Linked DNA regions of Mus musculus: region 2 is linked to region 1. Evidence: chromatin contacts called from public HiChIP or PLAC-seq data. All regions are on one chromosome and are shown on one strand. The core of a region is the stretch at or near the end of the contact, and the rest is flanking DNA. Distances in the headings are between cores, read along the strand shown.

Evidence for each region. HiChIP or PLAC-seq counts read pairs in DNA pulled down with a chosen protein or histone mark.
Region 2: a contact with region 1 is called in an H3K4me3 HiChIP or PLAC-seq map of bone marrow-derived macrophages, with 6 times the contacts expected there. The contact joins two enhancer-like sites. A contact is called at or near these places in 1 of 115 datasets of contacts at active chromatin or transcription factors (bone marrow-derived macrophages) and 1 of 9 other capture datasets (pancreatic islet).

The regions. Positions count from the first base shown.
Region 1 is chr15:100,441,992-100,445,023 of GRCm38.p6, forward strand. All of the region lies in intron 1 of 5330439K02Rik (a long non-coding RNA gene), which reads right to left. Among named protein-coding and RNA genes, the nearest start is that of Gm5475, 20 kb to the left of the region's middle. Within about 2 kb of position 1,395, at least 311 of the 459 cell types and tissues checked have an H3K27ac peak or open chromatin away from gene starts, as enhancers often do. A contact at or near this core is called in bone marrow-derived macrophages and pancreatic islet, where this site is marked.
Region 2 is chr15:101,144,210-101,147,241 of GRCm38.p6, forward strand. It overlaps Acvrl1 (activin A receptor, type II-like 1), which reads left to right. Exons shown (of 11, transcript NM_001277257.1): 11 at 1-1,127. Among named protein-coding and RNA genes, the nearest start is that of Acvrl1, 17 kb to the left of the region's middle. Within about 2 kb of position 1,447, at least 296 of the 459 cell types and tissues checked have an H3K27ac peak or open chromatin away from gene starts, as enhancers often do. A contact at or near this core is called in bone marrow-derived macrophages and pancreatic islet, where this site is marked.

The DNA of each region.
Region 1 (3,032 bases), core at 145-2,644:
AGCCCTGGCTGTCCTGGAACTCTGTAGACCAGGCTGGCCTCGAACTCTCAAAGATTTATTTATTTATTATATATGAGTTCACTGTTGCTGTCTAGAAACACACGCATCAGATCTCATTGCAGATGGTTGTGAGCCACCGTGTGGTTGCTGGGATTTAAACTCAGGAGCAGTCAGTGTTCTGAACCACTGAGCCATCTCTCCAGCCCTAGCCTAGTCTAGTCTTAAAAGAACTCGTGCATAGGAATTGAAGATGGAGAAAGGGGGTGGCAGATCCAGGTCATCGAGTTCCCAGAATGAAGCAGGGTCTGTTGTGTAAACAAAGATTTTACCAGGTCATGGGGACTAAAATATGTGCACAGAAGTCTTATGAGGTAAGAAAGAAGGTTTGCGTTCTTTGCCCTAAACACAAGTTTTATAATATTTGGTGGCAGAGACTCATGTTTAATATGACTAACACTATTAATCATGGACTTTGAGGTTTCAGAATCCCTTACTGAGGCTGGAGAGATAGCTCAGTGGCTGAAGGTCCTGAGTTCAAATCCCAGCAACCACATGGTGGCTCACAAACATCCATAATGAGATCTGATGCCCTCTTCTGGTGTGTCTGAAGACAGCTACAGTGTACTTAGATATAATAATAAATAAATCTTTATAAAAAAAAAACTCTCTTCCTCTCCCCTCACCTCCAACAGGTATAGCTGGGTGGTGGTGGCACACACCTTTAATTGGAGGCAGAGGCAGAGGCAGAGGCAGAGGCAGAGGCAGAGGCAGAGGCAGAGGCAGAGGCAGAGGCAGAGGCAGAGGCAGAGGCAGAGGCAGAGGCAGAGGCAGAGGCAGAGGCAGAGGCAGAGGCAGAGGCAGAGGCAGAGGCAGAGGCAGGTGGATCTCTGTGAGTTGGAGGCCAGCCTGATCTAGAGAGTGAGTTCCAGGCCAGCTGGGGCTATGCAGAGAGGCCCCGATTCAAAACAAACAAAAAAATAATTTATGTTTGTGCATATATCTATATAGACATAGATACACTTACCTGTGTAAGTACAAACATGTGTTATATGTATTTCTATACAATACATACATGCGCAACAGAATCTTCCCTTTAGGGTGGAAGCTCATTATATTCCTTGTTTTAAAATGTCCCATGGCAGGAAATGCCTGCTTACCACAACGCCGCTGGCTCTCTGTAACTTGGCCAAAGTATCTACCTGATTACAGTATCTCTAGATGATAACATTTTGCTACTGCATGGGGAGGCCTGACAGCGATCTCCTTATCACTGGGGGGAAAGAAAGCCAGTAAATGCCTTTGAGTCAGATCAGATCCAGAACCCAACTGCAGCTAACCTAGAGGCAGCTCAGTTTCCCTGTCCTCTGATAGCCCCTAAAGACAGTAGCCTGGACCAGCGTGGGTTCGATCCGAGAAGAAAAGCTACCAGTCATGACGCGTAAGGGTGCTTGTCACAGAGCTATGACCTTAAACAACATGAAAGCTGGTGTTGGGGGCGGGGGCGGGGGTGGGGGGGTGGGAGGGAAGGAGAGGAAGCAAGGGAGGGAGGGGGTGTTTGTGTGGCGCGCGCGCGCGCGCGCGTGTGTGTGTGTGTGTGTGTGTATGTGTGTGTGTGTGTGTGTGTGTGTATTCACCGGCAGAGAAGGTGGGTTTCCTGCTTTATAGCCCTCTCGCCTCATTTCCTTGCGACAGTCCCTCCCTCACTGACCCGGGATTGGCTGGCAAGCAGCAAGCATTCTCTTGTCTCTAAAGCCCACAGCGCTGCGTCACGGGCATGCATAGCCACGCCCATCTTTTTCCCTGGGCGCTGCAGACTTTCTGGGTTTTGCTGCCCATATTCACAGCAAGCCTTAACCTATTTTGGTCCGTCCTTGTCTAGAAACACCTCCACAGACACTGAGAAGTGCAGTTCGCTAACAGCTCCTCAGCGTTCCTGTGTCCTAGACTAAGTACTGCAGACTCTAACTAGTCTACAGTTGCTTCTCTTATCCGAAGCCTCAGTTTCCCCTGCAGTGAAATGAGGGGATTTTAAAGTCATTTTAGAACACTGGCAGTCAGGCCAGCATACATGAACCAAGGCCACTGCCTCCCAGCCGGTCTGCCTCTGCTGTGGAGGGCGGTCTTTCCATTTCATTTTCTGCTTGTTCAAATGCAAACAAACAAGGGAACAAATATGTAAATAGAGCAAGAAGCTTGCCTTCTTAAAGGGTATTCGGTTTCCATACAAACAGAGAAGCCAGGCGTTTAACAGTAAAGCCGGAAAGGAAAGTGGAAATCAAGATCGCAGGAAGGTTACGGAGTGTTCAGAGTCCCCCGGGAAACGAGACGGAAATGGGGATTGGTGGTGTTATGCCTGCCTGGTGTGTGTGGCACTGAAAACTCATCACTGAGAAACGTGATGCAGGAATACAAGCCCCTGTTGCAAACCTGCTGGCTTTTACCTAGGTAAGTACGATCAAACCTTCAGACAGAGCTGGCGATGCCAACCGGCACTGCCTGCTCCCCAGAGGACCTGGGTTTGATTCCTAGCACAACCACCTGTAACTCTGGTTTCAGGGGATCGGATGCCTTCTTCTGGCTTCCTCGGACAAAGTGTGCACATGGTATACAGACATACACCCAAGGAAAACACCCATAAAATAAAGAAAAAGAAAAACTATCAAATGTTTAATCCTGTTTTTATTTGCATATTTAGGGGACGGTGGCTGTCTGTTGAGGGGTTTTCTTTTGTCAAGCCTGGGGTTTGGTGTATGCTAGACAAGCACTCTACAGCTGAGCTATACCCTGGCTCAAAAGATTGCTTCTCCTCAAATAAAATAAAATAAAATAAAATAAAAATATAAATAAATCAATTGGTCACAATTTACTTTAAGGCCTGAAAACATTGAGTGATCAAAGTGAAACCATGGTAGCTAGGCAGAGTGGCACACACTTGGCATCCTGGCACACCAGGAGCTGAGACGAGAGCATCGTGAGTTCAAGACCACCCTGAGCTACAGTGCTTGCAGGACACTGTCAAAAAATATTAATTT
Region 2 (3,032 bases), core at 197-2,696, 700 kb after region 1:
TCAGGCTGTGTGAAAGCTGAGTCTTGTCTATTATGCCCTGTCCGCTGTCGCTTGAGTCAAGCTGGGGTTTGTAAATAACGGCCAGGTTCCAGCATGGCCTAAAGTGCCCCCTAGGCTAGTCTCCAGGCCCCAGTTCTTGCCTTAAGCTATGCTAGCAGCCACCTCAGGACCCAGGCAGTACAAGAACTTCTGACTCCCTCTGCGGCTTGGCCTTCTGCCCAGGGCTCAAGGGTGGCTTCCTTTGGGGTCTCCAATACTGAAAGAAACTTAGCCCCTGTCAAGAAGCCTCCAGCAACCAGGGTTCTGCTCCCCACCCCCACCCCCGGCTGTGACTCTCTGGCCAAAGCCCACACCCTGGGCCAGACCCCAGAAAGTGAGCCTTGGGAGAACGTAGCCTAGAGAAACACAGAGAGTCTGGTATTTAGAAATGTGAAGGGTTCACCCACGTACTGAACAGGTGAAACTGAAGCCTGGGTTGATGGACTGAAGAGAAGTGAACTGTAGGCGAGGCTTAAGAAGGGTAAAGCAGGGTTCAGGCAAGAGACAAGGTCAGCCTCCATCTTGGGAAGACCTGGCCTAGAAACTATTGGCCACTGAAGGGAGAAACGGCGAGAGTTCATCATGCTCCACACAGGCCCCGACCTCTTGAGTTCCTCCAGTGTGACCTCCCAGCTCTCCAGCGCTGTTCTCTCTCTCAAGCCTGTCTTTCAGCAATATGCAAGGACCAAGGAGAACCAGGAAGTGAAACGAGACAAAAACAGAAAGTAGTCCGGCTTTCCCCAGACCAGTGGGGGCAAAGTCTGAAGGTTCTCCCGTCACTGGAGCCAGGGAATCGCTTTCTTGCCTGAAGGATTTTATTTCTACTGAACTTGGGAACAAATTTATCCCCAGACTCCACAGTCAGAGCCAGAAGACAGTAGCTCCTCCAAGGCCAGGAAATCCTAAGTGGAGGTGGGGGGGGGGGGTTGAACAACTGGAAACGTGGCAAGGAGAGTGGCCCTCTAGAGACAACTATCTTCAAATGCTTCCCAGTGCAGGTGTGTGAGTGGAACCACACAGTTTGTGGGAGCACTTGGCCTGTGACAGGCATGTAGTAGGTCTTCAATAAACCATGTTTGACCCCCTGAGTTTCTGCTGCCTTCCAGGCTAGTACCCCCCCGCAGTGGTCCAGTTGCAGGGGTCCAGAGAGAACCCTAGGGGGATGGGAAGTAGAGCATCCCAAAGTACACACCACCAAATTTCCCTGGGACAGGCTTGCTCTAGAATGCCCCCATACCTAGAACCGTGCTGAGTGAGGTTCAAACTTCAGATCCCACCCGGGATAGACAGCAACCTGATCCATGACAGCCACGTCGCCCTCTGCTGGCCAATGCGCTGCCCACGGCTGCCCTGCTCCCTTCCTACAGCGGGCTGGCTCCTCCCAGTAGGCCTGGGCCCTCCTTCCCGTCCCTGCCGCAGCGTGCGTGCTTGCGTGCATGCGTTCAGCTGTTCTGGGCTGTAGGGACTGTGCCTGGAAACCACACCTAGCAAAGGAGCTTTGTGCTTCCTTACTCAGAGGCGGCTCCGCCCCTCCCTGTTCAGCTCCTTCTTAATTCCCTCCCTAGGTGCTCCCCACCCCTTGTCTGCAATTAGTCCACACCCCCGGAATGAAAAGCTCCCCTTACCTGGAAATCTCAGAGAACACCTCATGTCCCCTTCCGCCCCACCCCAGAAACTATGAGCAAAGTGCCACTGGAGGGGTGAGAGAGAATAGGAGACCGTACTGAAGGAAGCTGGGAGGAGTCTTTTGGTTCAATCCAGCCCAGAAATACAAACTTTCTAAGAAGAGGGTGTTGGACCTTTCTTAGGAAAACAGGGAGGGTGCCCCAGTTTCTTCTGCGGTTGACAATTTGGTCTGCTCCCCATGCCTCCCAAGTGGGCACAAATCTGCAGCCTTCTGCGCTGGGGTCGTGGACCTCTCCCTGGCACATACAGCAGACAAGACCTTTCCCGAGGACTCTGAAGGGAGCCCTCAGAGGATGGTGACACTAATAGCATTCCCATTCTCCCACCTTTCCTTCCCCTGGAGTCCACACAGCCTGGCAGGCCAGGCCCCTAAATGACCACAGTGTGGTTGAGGACCGGGAAAAGGGCAGCGGGAAAACAGCCGTGCAAGAGTTCCGTGTGGGCTGGACAGGATCTGGCAGGACTGACCCGTCACCATGCTGTTAGAAGAGAATCTTTCGAGGTTACTAGGACCCAAATTCTTGGCCACTTGCACATGCTGTTACTGCCTTGGGGGAAAAGAAAGAGAAATCGCAAGCCTCTCTGCTCTTTGCTCTGATTTCCTGCGGTGACCCCAGCCTCCAACTTCCTTATTACATATAAAAAGTGAGGAAGCATTTCTATCCCTCCCTGAGAGGGTATGGTTGGTAGGGCATGCAAAACGGAGTGAGGGTGGCCCCTGCAGCCTGAGCCTTGACACTGACGCTCAGCCCTTCCTCTGCCAAGGCCTCTTGGTACCCCGGCTTTCATGGACAGCTCCTTTCCTTCCCAGACTCCATCCTCTCTCAGTCCTACCTCACCCTAGCCTGTGAGGAAGGAGCAATGCCTCCCCTGGCTTACCCCTTGCATTAAGATCAGCATCCCAAAGCCAGGTGTAGCCAGGCATACCTACAATCCCAGCACCTGGGAGGTGGAGGCAGGAGGATCAGGATTTCAGGGTTATCCTTAGCCACAAGATGATTTCAGAGGTCAGTCAGGGATACAAACGGAATAAAGAAATGGCAGCCCAAAAGATGGCAAAATCTGCATGCATTGAAGCCTACTCTGGGATAGGGTAGGGGTTTGTGTGCCCAGTCCAGTGTCCCAGGGCTGGGATTGATGGTAACTGTGCAGTCATCGCTCCGGGTGGGCGACTCTTGAAACAAGCTGCTGCTTCTACCAGGACCACATTCCGTTTGCTAGAAATAGAGACAGAGGGCTCCTCGACTTTGCATACAATTTGCATAATGTCATAGACACACTGTCTATTTTCAGGCAGTTTCCAGGTT